Regions from separate parts of the Danio rerio genome. Here regions 1 and 3 are each linked to region 2. Evidence: chromatin contacts called from public HiChIP or PLAC-seq data. All regions are on one chromosome and are shown on one strand. Each heading gives the region's core, a stretch centred on a gene start, on an enhancer-like site or on the middle of the called end of the contact. The rest is flanking DNA. Distances are from core to core; before and after follow the strand shown. Region 1 holds the start of aagab (alpha and gamma adaptin binding protein). Region 2 holds the start of skor1b (SKI family transcriptional corepressor 1b). Region 3 holds the start of smad3b (SMAD family member 3b).

Evidence for each region. HiChIP or PLAC-seq counts read pairs in DNA pulled down with a chosen protein or histone mark.
Region 1: an H3K4me3 HiChIP or PLAC-seq map of gastrula embryo shows a contact between it and region 2, with 4 times the contacts expected there. The contact joins the promoter of aagab here to the promoter of skor1b in region 2. A contact is called at or near these places in 5 of 18 Hi-C or Micro-C datasets (caudal fin, embryo and an unstated tissue) and 2 of 4 datasets of contacts at active chromatin or transcription factors (embryo and gastrula embryo).
Region 3: a contact with region 2 is called in an H3K4me3 HiChIP or PLAC-seq map of embryo, with 3 times the contacts expected there. The contact joins the promoter of smad3b here to the promoter of skor1b in region 2. A contact is called at or near these places in 1 of 18 Hi-C or Micro-C datasets (embryo) and 1 of 4 datasets of contacts at active chromatin or transcription factors (embryo).

Annotation. Positions count from the first base shown.
Region 1 is chr18:21,205,331-21,208,932 of GRCz12tu, reverse strand. It overlaps aagab (alpha and gamma adaptin binding protein), which reads left to right and starts at 1,432. Exons shown (of 10, transcript NM_001002423.1): 1 at 1,432-1,611; 2 at 3,431-3,602. The coding sequence starts at 1,518. iqch (IQ motif containing H) reads right to left here and starts at 1,208. Exons shown (of 21, transcript NM_001045129.1): 1 at 1,106-1,208; 2 at 832-954; 3 at 336-439. The coding sequence starts at 1,156.
Region 2 is chr18:21,361,606-21,365,583 of GRCz12tu, reverse strand. It overlaps skor1b (SKI family transcriptional corepressor 1b), which reads right to left and starts at 1,723. Exons shown (of 7, transcript NM_001045133.1): 1 at 1-1,723. The coding sequence starts at 1,723.
Region 3 is chr18:21,157,547-21,161,653 of GRCz12tu, reverse strand. It overlaps smad3b (SMAD family member 3b), which reads right to left and starts at 1,311. Exons shown (of 9, transcript NM_175083.2): 1 at 1,100-1,311. The coding sequence starts at 1,302.

The sequences.
Region 1 (3,602 bases), core at 183-2,682, 160 kb after region 2:
GCATGTCTTTGGACTGTGGGGGAAACCGGAGCACCCGGAGGAAACCCACGCAAAGGCAGGGAGAACATGCAAACTCCACACAGAAACACCAACTGAGCGAAAGTTCGAACCAGCGACCCAGCGACCTTCTTGCTGTGAGGCAACAGCACTACCTACTGCGCCACTGCCTCGGCCTTAAATTTATACATTTTTAAAAAAAAGTTAAGATAGCGATGAACATGTTTTGGTTCATGGTGCAATATGGGTATCCAATAAAACTGCTGATGAGCATAATCGCTGATACTGTAAAGAGAATTTCTGTATTTGCCTCAGTAGGGGAATTTTTGTTTAAATACCACGTAACAAGTTTCGGATGAGCAGTCTTCTTTTCAGGCTCTTCAATAGAAGGTAGAGTCAAAACCTGGTTATTGATGGTTTTCAGATAATCCTCTGCGTGTCTCTATGAACAAAAAAATTTAGAAAAACAAAATTACAAGCCATTTACAAACCAATTTTTTTTCAAGCTCCACACGTTTCATGTATGTGTATATTCCATTGCACAAATTCTAAAATAAACTGTTAAATTAAATGTAAATGATCTAATAATTTTACAAATTAAAATAAATTATTCATTCATTTTCTTTTCTTCCCTATATTGATCTGGGGTCACCACAGTGGAATGAACCGCCAACTTATCCAGCATATGTTTTACGCAGCAGATACCCTTCCAGCTGCAACCCATCTCTGGGAAACATAATAAATTATTGTTAAACTATTTTAAATACCTAAACAAACAAACAGCTATAAAATAACTATTACGGTAAATTTATCATAAAGTAATAATTTATATACCCTTATTCCATTTTCTGTCCTGATGATGGCTGCATCCAGAGCTTGAATATCCAAAATTTCTCCATTTTCTTGCACAGTAAATTGAACAATATTCTTTTTTAGCTGTCTTAAATCATCCTGGACCTAAAACACACGAACATTCAGAAAAAACATAGTCCTACACACCGCCATGAAATGTGACATAAGTTTCAAAGTCTGTAAATTTAACACTTAAACGGCTGTAGTAAAGTCTTCTGTTATATATCTGTTCTTCAGTAACTTCACATTAACTTACCTTTACTAAAATATTCCCAACTTCGTCTTTATTTTTGAGGACGCTGGCCATTTTTTCAAACGAATAATAAATGTTTAAGGGTTTTCAGGTCATTTTAAGCTTCGTTACAAGTTTTCATCAACAAAGGTCTGACCGTAACTATGGCAACATGACGCATGGTATTCTCCGTGAGGAAACACCAAAATCACATTTATTATTATGATTATTATTTCTTAATTAATCATGTAACTTATAAAGGATTTACTTGCGCTTTTCAAAGGTACACTATATTATTTATTTTATATTTTCTAAACGCGCGCAGACGCGGAAGCAAGTTGAGGTTAGAGGTGAAAGGTTTCCTTCAGGAGGTTGACAGCTGTTGCTAACGTGCTACCTTCATTGGGAGCTATTTTGAATTGTTCCAAGGCTTAAAATGGCAGATGATCAAGGAGATGAAGCACCTACCCTACCTTGTATCTTAGTCACAAGTTGTGATTCCAACTTTAAAGAAGAGGAGCTCATTAGACGTGAGTAAATAAGGAAAATGTAGCCCATACTCGTTAGCCTTGCCGCTATGCTAATGTTAGCTGTCAACAATAAGAATTTTTCCTGATATCACTTGATTACAGATCAAAACGCGTGCATCGCGTAAACGTTTTCGTTATTAATCGCATATAATACTTGATGTATTATTACATTGTGTTACGGTATTTTAAAAGTAAAAAAAATTTGATAAATCCAGCTATCAATCTAGAAATGTACACTATTCTGTACATTTCACGTAAATCATACTGATTAATGTAAAGTTGGCTTTATATTAGCACATTCTGACTTTGTCCTTAATAATATAATTTCAGAAAAGTGTTATTTACAAATTTTACATAGAGAAATCATATTAGCAGCCAATGACCATCAAAGTACAGCATTGTTCACAATCAACTAAATAGTGCTAATGTTGTTTTGGAGTCATACTTACTTGTGATTTTAGACCGAATATTTATAGTACAATAATAAACACTATAGGGACCATATCACAAGCTGTTACTGAACGAATGTGCCAATGTAAAATCAACTTTACTTCAATATCATACTGAGTTTTATTGAAGTCAGATTGTCTTTTCTACCGGTTTGTCTTGTAAATGTATTTTTTAATATATATAATACCCAGTTTTCTGATCGCAGAATACTGATAAAGCATTATCAAAGTTAACAAAATTCACTAATTTTTCAAAGGTATTATTGGTGCTTGTTATATTCTTCAACAATGTTGTAATTTACGTTTAAGTATTTTGCATTTATTTGCACGAGCTACAGTAGGTTCAAATAAAGTACCCTAAATTTCCAGACTTTTGTACCAGTACCAATATTTTTTTTTCCCAATATAAGTAGGAAAACATGTATTTTTGATGAACCTAGTGTCATTTTCTGCGAATAAATATTCAATTAGATTTCAATAGTAAAATTTTAGGCCTTAAAAACTCTTAGATTCACTGAAATATTGAGGTCTTAAATTATTTTAAACAGGTCTTAATTTTCCTATGTCTACGTAAAGCTACCCAATCTGGCCAACACCCAATCACCTATAATCCATCTCAAAACTTATTTTTTTATACATTTAAGTTTTTTATTGCAAAGAGATACAATTTACAACAGCTGTTAAACATTTTACAGCAAATTCTCCAAAATAAATTCCCAATTCAGGGAAAAAAACTAAAGCAACACATCTCCACATGATCTTCCATAATGCAAAAAGTATTTACCGAACCGGGCAATTAGAAAAGAAAATCCTTTGTGTTTAGCCCTGTGTAAGTCTAAAATTTTTATTCATAATGTTCTTAAAAGGGTCTTAAAATTCTTCAATTAGAGGAAACCTGCAGAAACCCTGTAAAAAAATAATAATAAAGTAAAAAAAAATAAAATAAATATATATATATATATATATATATATATGTTTTATTCAGCAGTCACTGAAATACTCATGGGAAAAACCTTGGTGTGTTTCGGGGGGGGGTTATTACAAGACTTTTGAACTTTTATGACTTAAACGATAGTGTTACATATGTACTATAAATGGCGTTACCATAGTTCTTTGCATACAGTATATATCTATCTGTTTTTATGTATTCATCCTTATACACAATTATTGGCTTACGTTTTACCACGTAAAGGATATAAAAGTAGTGACTCCTTGTGTCCAGTGATTCGTTGTGTCCAGCAGGCGGCAGTGTTGGACTTCAGTTAATTTACTCATTCTGCCCAAATATATATATAGATAATATAGTTTTTACTGCCAGTATTATCAAATACACACTTGGCTTTTAACAGTTTTGTCTGTGTTAATTACAGAGATTTTGAGCTCAGAATCACCACCGCAGCCTAACAGAATAGAAGAAAGAGTTTCCTGGTATCCATGGACGATCAACAACAAATACTACACCGCAAACGTCAGCCTATGTGTCGTATCAAGTACATTCGACATGAATGCTGAGGTGGCCCGGTCTATGCAAGCGTTCATCAT
Region 2 (3,978 bases), core at 474-2,973:
CAAAGCGCGTCGTGTGTTTATTGCCGTGGCTCTCCATATCAGACGGCCGCGTTTCGCTTGAATTCGTCGAGTGTAGGTCGTTCAAGGTGTGCATCTGGGTATTTTCTTGATCTTGCCCTTTAACCCCTTCACTCTGCGCTAGGGTCAAACTGTGCGGACTCCGTCGGTCATCCACCGAGAGCTGCAGACACTCCTCATCCTCATGCGCCTTATGGGACTCCACATCCACATCCGGATCATCCACACTGTCCACGTCCGGAGACACTGACCTGTAACTAGAACTTTCACTCAGAAAATCTGGTGACATGTAGCCGGACCGAGGGCCAGAGTACGGCCCTCTGTTGCCGTATAATTTTGCGATGCTCTCGACATCTTTAACAACCGGCCTGAATGCAGAAATGTAGCTTATTTTTCTCGAGGTGGGTGGAATTCCCTCTATCGACCTGCTCTCGTCCCCAGATTTATCCTCCTCGTTGCGGGTCGACTGAGTGCTCGAGCACCGTTCATTATCTAGTAAACTGTCTTTAGGGGTGCTTGTGCTTCGGTCACTTTGCTCTGACACGTCAAGCTCATTATGTCTGGCGCATAACACGTCAGATGGAGGTTTAGGTTGGGCATGGTGGTACGTTGGCATGGCCAAGCTGCCTGTTGTAGGCCAAAACATGGGGAAAGAAGTATAGGCACTGTCCTTAGGGCTCGGCCAAAACACACCTGACAGGTTTGTTTTGTTTGGCTCTCCCATCACCTCACCGTCATCCTTCTTTTGACACAATCCAAACGCCGGGAAACCGTATGGATGCGGAAATAGCGGTGGTGGTATTTTCTGTAACATCCCAAAACTCTTACTGGGCACTGGGATAACTGGGTAACTGCGGATGCTGCTCGGCATAGTCACGTTCACCCTGTCATCCTCACAGCGGAGAGTTTTGTGCGGCACATCGGACGGTTCCCCTTGGGTCTGACCTCTGGGTGGTTGCGAAGGCGAACTTTCAGACCGACCGATTGGCAGCGTCCTCTTGCGGCTGCCACCGTTAAACATGGCCTTGACATCTTCCCAGGCGTGGATCACGTCGTCCGATGAGTTCTTATCGCTGAGTTTTAAGTGTCTTCTCCAAGAATTGAAGTTTGCCGCGTCGGGCTGTGTGTATTTGGATTCTGGCGTGCGGTGAGAGTGAAATATGAACTTATTTGGAGAAAAATACATGTTGCAGAATGAACACTTAATACACTTGGCTCTCGAGCTGTTGTACCTAGCAGGGATGAAATTGCCCCGGCTGCCCCACGCGCATTCGTGCGACACGTCAAAAGCGAAATTTTCTGGTAATTTCGGCGGGCTGTGGGCGCCCAGGAACGATTTGCAGAGCCTCTCGGCCTCTCGCTTTGTAATCATCCCGCAGCGTCTCGAGGAAATGGGCATAGCCCCCGCGCGCCTGAGGATCTCCAGCTGGACCGGGGTGCACTGCACACAGGTGATGCCCAGAGCCACGCGCCGGTTGTGGATTTCGTTATAGCTATAGTTCTTCAACAAAGTGTTGGATATTTGGGCTAGGCAAAGTCTCTCTTGACCGTCTATGACTAATGAAACGATCGGTATTCCGTATAAAGAGGTCTCACTGACTTGGTTCGGCTTAAGTGGTGGGCCAGAGTAAGACTGCAAGTCTTTAGAGTTCGGCGAACAGCTGGAGTCTCTTCCAGCCGGCAGCTGATTTGGGATAGATTCCATTCCTGGAAATCTGTAAAGAGTGATGCAAAGAATAGTTTTAGGTAATGTATTGAGTACAATAATTTAGAAAGAGAAATGATTTTTTTTCATGTCATAGCATGCGATTTAATGTAATAATAGGCTAATAATAATAATAATAATAATAATACATAGTCTATAATAATAATAAAATATATATTAAACGGTGAAAAATCTAATTTATGATGCTCGAAACTCGCCATGCAAGGTTATTAATTCATATATAAAAAATATTTGTCTTCATATCTCTGTATATATAATAATAAACAAGGTTGGTGGTCGTAATTTTATATATTTTTTGTCATCGAATTTTAGGACGTTTGTTTTTTATTCGTTTGAATACAATACAAGTTTTAGCGTGCTGAACATATAACCGTTTTGAAAAGGCAAACAATTGTTGTGTCAACAGCAAGGATTATCGAGGAAAGAGCAGAAGGAAATTATTCCTTGAGCCTTACCAAAGAGCTTAATAACGGTGTAAGACGCTTTAAGCCGCTTTAATTGTAATTACTAGAGGTGAGCTTTGCGTTTTTGATCTGTTGATAAAGCCAAACGAACTACAATTAAGATACAATGTGTTTACATTATAGTCCCGTTTCCTATCTTAATTTAATTTAGCTAAACTTACACAAGTGTTTTGTTTGTCAAGAATTCGATACAAATTGAAACATCTTTTAAACATGTATAGCCCATATTTTGGAAGACGTATTTATCTGATTTGTACAAATAAATGTTAAGTGTGCTTTTGGATAAATTGTGTATTAAGACGCAGTGTTTGATTTGTTTATCCTATACGCAGCTCTTTAAGATTTTCCCCACCATATAAAATGTTAAAAAGTGAACACTGCAAACATCAAAAATCTCACCTTTTTTTGAGAAGATGCCTTTTGTGTCTTTAATCTGCGGAGCAAAACGCGTCTTCGAAACCTTCGAGTCCTTCGGAAAAACGCGCTCTTTCTGTCCTCTGTTAGAGCCTTTTTGTAATCAGACGCATTGGAATCCCGCCGATCTGATATAAAATGTCCACAAGCGCTAGTTTAGCGGTTTTCTCTCCGGCCTGTTATCAGTGCGCGTGGACTTGCATCGTACTCGGCTCTCCCGCGACTAGTGTTGAGGCGCGCGCGGAGGCTTGACCACATGCTAGTGCAGACCTCAACGACACAACCACTGAAGACATTCGACAGTGCTCAAGTGACAGCTAAACTAATGGCGAGGCACTCCCACTTAGCGCCAGCATATTTACATTAACTATTTGCCTTCGGGACCAATGGGGACGACAGTCAGTGCTGTCATTGAGGCCTGGAGACGTTTAAAGTTCACCACGTGATCTTTTAACACACGAAAGTGATTGCTTGTCTGCCAGTGTGTGCGGGGGCGTGCGTGGCATTTAGGAACACTTTAGATTAGTCGACCTAGTAGACTACTTGTAAAAGGTCTGTTTAATGTGAAACAACAGTTTTAATACGAGAGCTACTGCATGCGCTCTGAGGAAAATGGGTATGTTTTTGTAAGCTTTTAATATGCTCTCATAAAATATTTTCACAGATGTCTGTAGCATAAAGGTGAGTATTTTTTATAGGTGCATGCTCTAATCTAAAATCTTTCCTAAATCTAAAGAAATGCAATTGTCACTTGAATAAATCTAATGTTTACTAAAGCTTCCCTAAATATTTTCATGTGTTCACAAGCCTGTAGTTCATATGTATCATTCTGACTGGACAATTGTCATTTAAATGATATATGTCCTCTATTTGTTTAACTCAAACCAAGAATAAAGGCTTTAGATGAATAAATGAATAACATTGCGCATAATTCACCCTATAACATTGTATGGGAATCAAAAGAAACGCGTAAAATAAAAAGCGCATAAACAGAAAAAGGAAACAGCCTCGAGCATTTTCATCTATATTCAGTGTCTGTTTAAAAATAAACTATACTCTTATTGAAATTGCATGGTGCCGGGGGACTAAGCAATGATTGTCTCCGGGGGCTATTTGGATCGGTGTGGGTTAGGGGTGTGCTGTTGCCCGCATGTGTTTAAGTTCCCACGAGTTAGTTTAACTTTTAGAAGCAATCATTCTTATGGAGAGTACGCGTAATTCAGGACGTTACGCTTTAAATGCCGTTTAAAAGCCGTGTCTGCATTGACAGTTTCAGACACAACGCAATATCAAGAGGATTCTTGTTTTAGGTAAAATTAAATGCAGAAGCGATAGTGAATAAAAACATAAAATTGA
Region 3 (4,107 bases), core at 62-2,561, 200 kb after region 2:
TCTCCTCCACAACCACCACCATCTGGGGCACAGGGCACTGTACACTGATTTAGTGGCAATAACAAAGTATCATAGAATGAACATTAAAATACATAAACCAACTGATGTACAATTGCAATTTAACCAGTATAATTAACTATATTAAGAACAATCACATTCACTAGTTGCAGTGAGTTGTTTTGACAGTTTAACACTGAATAGTACTGAATAGTTTCACTGCAGTTTATTATTAATTTAACATACTAATAAGGTTTGATCACAAAACTGTAAAATTATGCCCAATCCAGCTCTCTGAATAAAAATTTGTCAAAACAGTCCCAGTCTGCTCTAGATACCAGACTGTTATATAACAGCTTAGCTTGGCATTTAGTGGCGTTTGGCATTTTATTCACTTATATGAGCCTGAACGTTAAGTTTATCGCAGCCTTTTAAACTGTCTGTCTGTTATGAATATAAACGGGTGAAGTTTATGATCAGCCATATAAGCTTTCAAAACCAACTCAACAGTTAAAAGTAATGAATGTTTTTCTCTATAGTCAGCACGTCAGGCTAGCTGATAGGGGCTTGTATACAAGTTACGCTAACAAAACTAGTGTAAATATAAGAACTTGATATTAAGATATGACTAAAAAAACTATATATTTTTTCTGTAGATACAGTATGAAACGAGATGCGACAATAAAGAGCAACCTTAAAGCCTGCCTTTAGCAAGCTAATGTTGTCAAATAACGATGCGCGCATTAGTTGTAACTGTTAGGGAAATAATCTGCTTTGGGGACGAATGAAACATCCATTGATGTCTGTCAGACAACTAAATAACTTAACACATTAATATTCTTAACCAGTAACGTTATTAGAAAACTCAAGTGAAGAGAGAACACTCGCTGGCTGTTCATTTCAGTTAGCAACGTTAGCCGCACAGTTTGGTTGTAACGTAACGTTAACGTTTATTATGTGGCGGTGTCTCGAAAACTACTTAGCTTTCTACCTAGGCATCCTGCATTTAAACATGGTTTGTTTACTGAATGAGCGATATGATGTGCAAAATGACACCTCGGTGGGCAGCTCACTATGTTTTAACACAATCTTCATTATGTACCTTGGTATGGTGATGCATTTGGTGTTGATATTCTGGGTGGTGATGGCCTTCTCCAACTCCTCCAGCTGTCCGGTCTTCTTTAACTTCTTCACCAGACTCTTCACCGCTTTCTCGCACCATTTCTCCTCCTGTCCGTTCTGCTCGCCCTTCTTCCAGCCCAGCAGCCTCTTCACGATCGGGGGCGTGAAAGGCAATATAGACATCTTTAGTTGATCAGAAACAGCTACGAATATATTCCGTATCAGGGGGTGGGATGCTCTATAATTGCGTCGATAGATCTTTTAATTTTTCCAGATTTAAAATAAAAAAGAAAGTTCTTTGTCCACGAGTCACATCACCGCATGATGGTGAGAGATGTTCAGGGGCTCAGAGCTGTGGATAGTGAACGGTACTCGGATGAAATTCGGCGAGACGCAGCGCTGTCTGAACCCGCCCCTCCTTCTCCTCCTCCTCCGCTTTCTCTGTAGTTCAGACTTTTATTAGATGTAATAAAAATAACATTTAAAAAGTTTGAAATATACAAATAATCAAATGTTATATGTGTCTAACAAAAACTTATTTGTTTCATGTAGTCAATTTGGGAAAAAGGGTGTCACAGAATGACCTAAATGTAGCCTACTTCTTTTTTGTAAACTTCATCATATATATTATATTATATGATATTATATGATATTATATGATATTATACGATATTATATGATATTATATTATAATAAAAGTGCTGAAATTAAACATTTTATTATTGTCTTCTAGCAATATAAGCCTTAAAAAGGAGTCATACTAAAAATCCATATCCCTTATTCACATATTTTATTATGTTATGTAATGTTATAACGCAGTCATTTTTAACACCAGGCATAAAAATAATAAAAATTAAATAAAAAACGTAAACCCCCTATGCGCTTAACCCATTTATTTTACAATTTTATCTTGTATTATATAACTGTATGTTAAATCAAAAGCAAACTTCACTGAAAACAGTGCTACATTGCTGAGAATCTAGACGTCTGAGAGACACGTCACTATTCGGATGTCTGTAGTTTTTGTACAATGGCTCTAGACTGCAGACAGGAGGGAGGGGACGGGGCTGAGACTCCTCTGTGTACTTGCATTCAGGCCTGTTGCAGCTTGCCCTCTGCAAGCACATACTGGGAATGTCCCGAATCAGTTCATGTTCATTCAGAAGCAGAACATCAATTCAGGCCAGCTGGAGCAAGTACAAGGGCTCCGGGTCCAGAGAAATCCATCTCTGTCAGACTCTTTCTCATTTGTGATGCATTAATCAAGACATTCATGTTTTGTTTCCTAAAACAATAAATAAACACATTTTATCACAATCACTGAGCAAGGATGAAAAAACTAATATGATTTTCTAAAATATTATGTTAAAATATGTAAATGATGTTTTATGCCAGTAAGGCATATATTTAAGTGACAAAAATCTTAACACTGGACGAACCAGGTTCAAAGTCCCAATCTACACTGTAGAAATTATATTGTATTTTTACAGTAATTTACTGTCAGCACTGTTGTCCTCAATTTACCACAACTGCCCCTTTACAGTAACTTAAATGTGTTTTACAGTAGCAGGGCCCTTTACTTCAATTTCATTTTAAAGTAAAATAGCCTTACCACAAATTCTTTTTATGGTAAAATGCCCTTTAGCACATTTTAATTTTACAGTATGAACATATTACAGTACTTTTACTGTAGGTCATTAACATTTCACCCTAGCGGTACAAGACCCTTATTTTTTAAAAGTGTTTACTATTGAATTCCAAACACGCGACAAGATCATGTAGGCCTACTTGTTTTTGTATTATTATTCACTGCATTATATCAATTTTAAGTTGAATTTTAAATGTTTACAAAAGTAGTTTTCATTCATGAATCTATTTTAAATTATATATTTTGTAATACCAGATAACTTTTTCATTAACTGTCATATTTTTGTTTTCAACTACAGTAGTAGTACATTTTACAGTAGAATATAGCAAATTACTATTCCTAATAGTTTCCATGCAAATTCCTATTACAGTGGTGAACAAGAATGTATTTAGCTGGGTTTTTTGCTAAATCTATCAAACTATCTAGCTCTCTGTGATCATCAGTCATCATCAAATGTGAGTTTTACAAGTTTAAAACGTGTTTAAAACAGTGAATGTTTTTAATGAATTACAAAGTTTACTTCAGTTTTACTTGTCACCACAGTCTCATGTCTGTACAATTATAAAAGAAAACGCTTCAATCTCGGTTTGTGGACATTAAATCAGGTTTACTTTGAACATGAACTTAACGAATATCCATACAGTACTATAAATTATCGTGTATCCTGTCACATTTGCATACAAAAACGCACAAAGTTAAATGTGTGCGCTGTGTGTGTGTGTGTGTGTGTGTGTGTGTGTGTGTGTGTGTGTGTGTGTATGAACTTTGTAATCATTCTCATTAACTTTACAACAAATACATCAATTAAACATTAATAAAGTTCTTACTATAGTATTTCTCACAAACATTACATGAGATCTGCTTCCTTCATGTCTGTCACTGTGCTTATTTATCTGATGCAGCCAAGGCAGAGATTGAGGCACACTCTGACAGGCATGTGGAAACGGTGGGCAGAGAGAACTAGCATTAAAGGCAAAGGCAACAAAAACAGCCTCATTGTGTTTAGAGCAGAAAATTCCAATATTTTGTAAGATATAATAAATAACCTGATGGGTGTTTTGAGCTGAAACTTAACTGACACACTGGAAAAAGGAGAACAACAGGCGCCTTTTAAATCAGGCAAAAATTTAAAAAACCCAAATTTCTAAAATTGCCATTAGCATGCAATGTCTTGTATCAAATAACAAAATCAAAAAACTTCGACTGGAATCACAAAACTCTTTCAACATTTGTTTAGTAAAATCAAATATTAAGCAAGACTGAATTCCCTGAGAATGTTGCCTTATCACCCACCCGGGGAAATGTAAATCACGTACTAAGAGATAAACGTGCAAACTGCC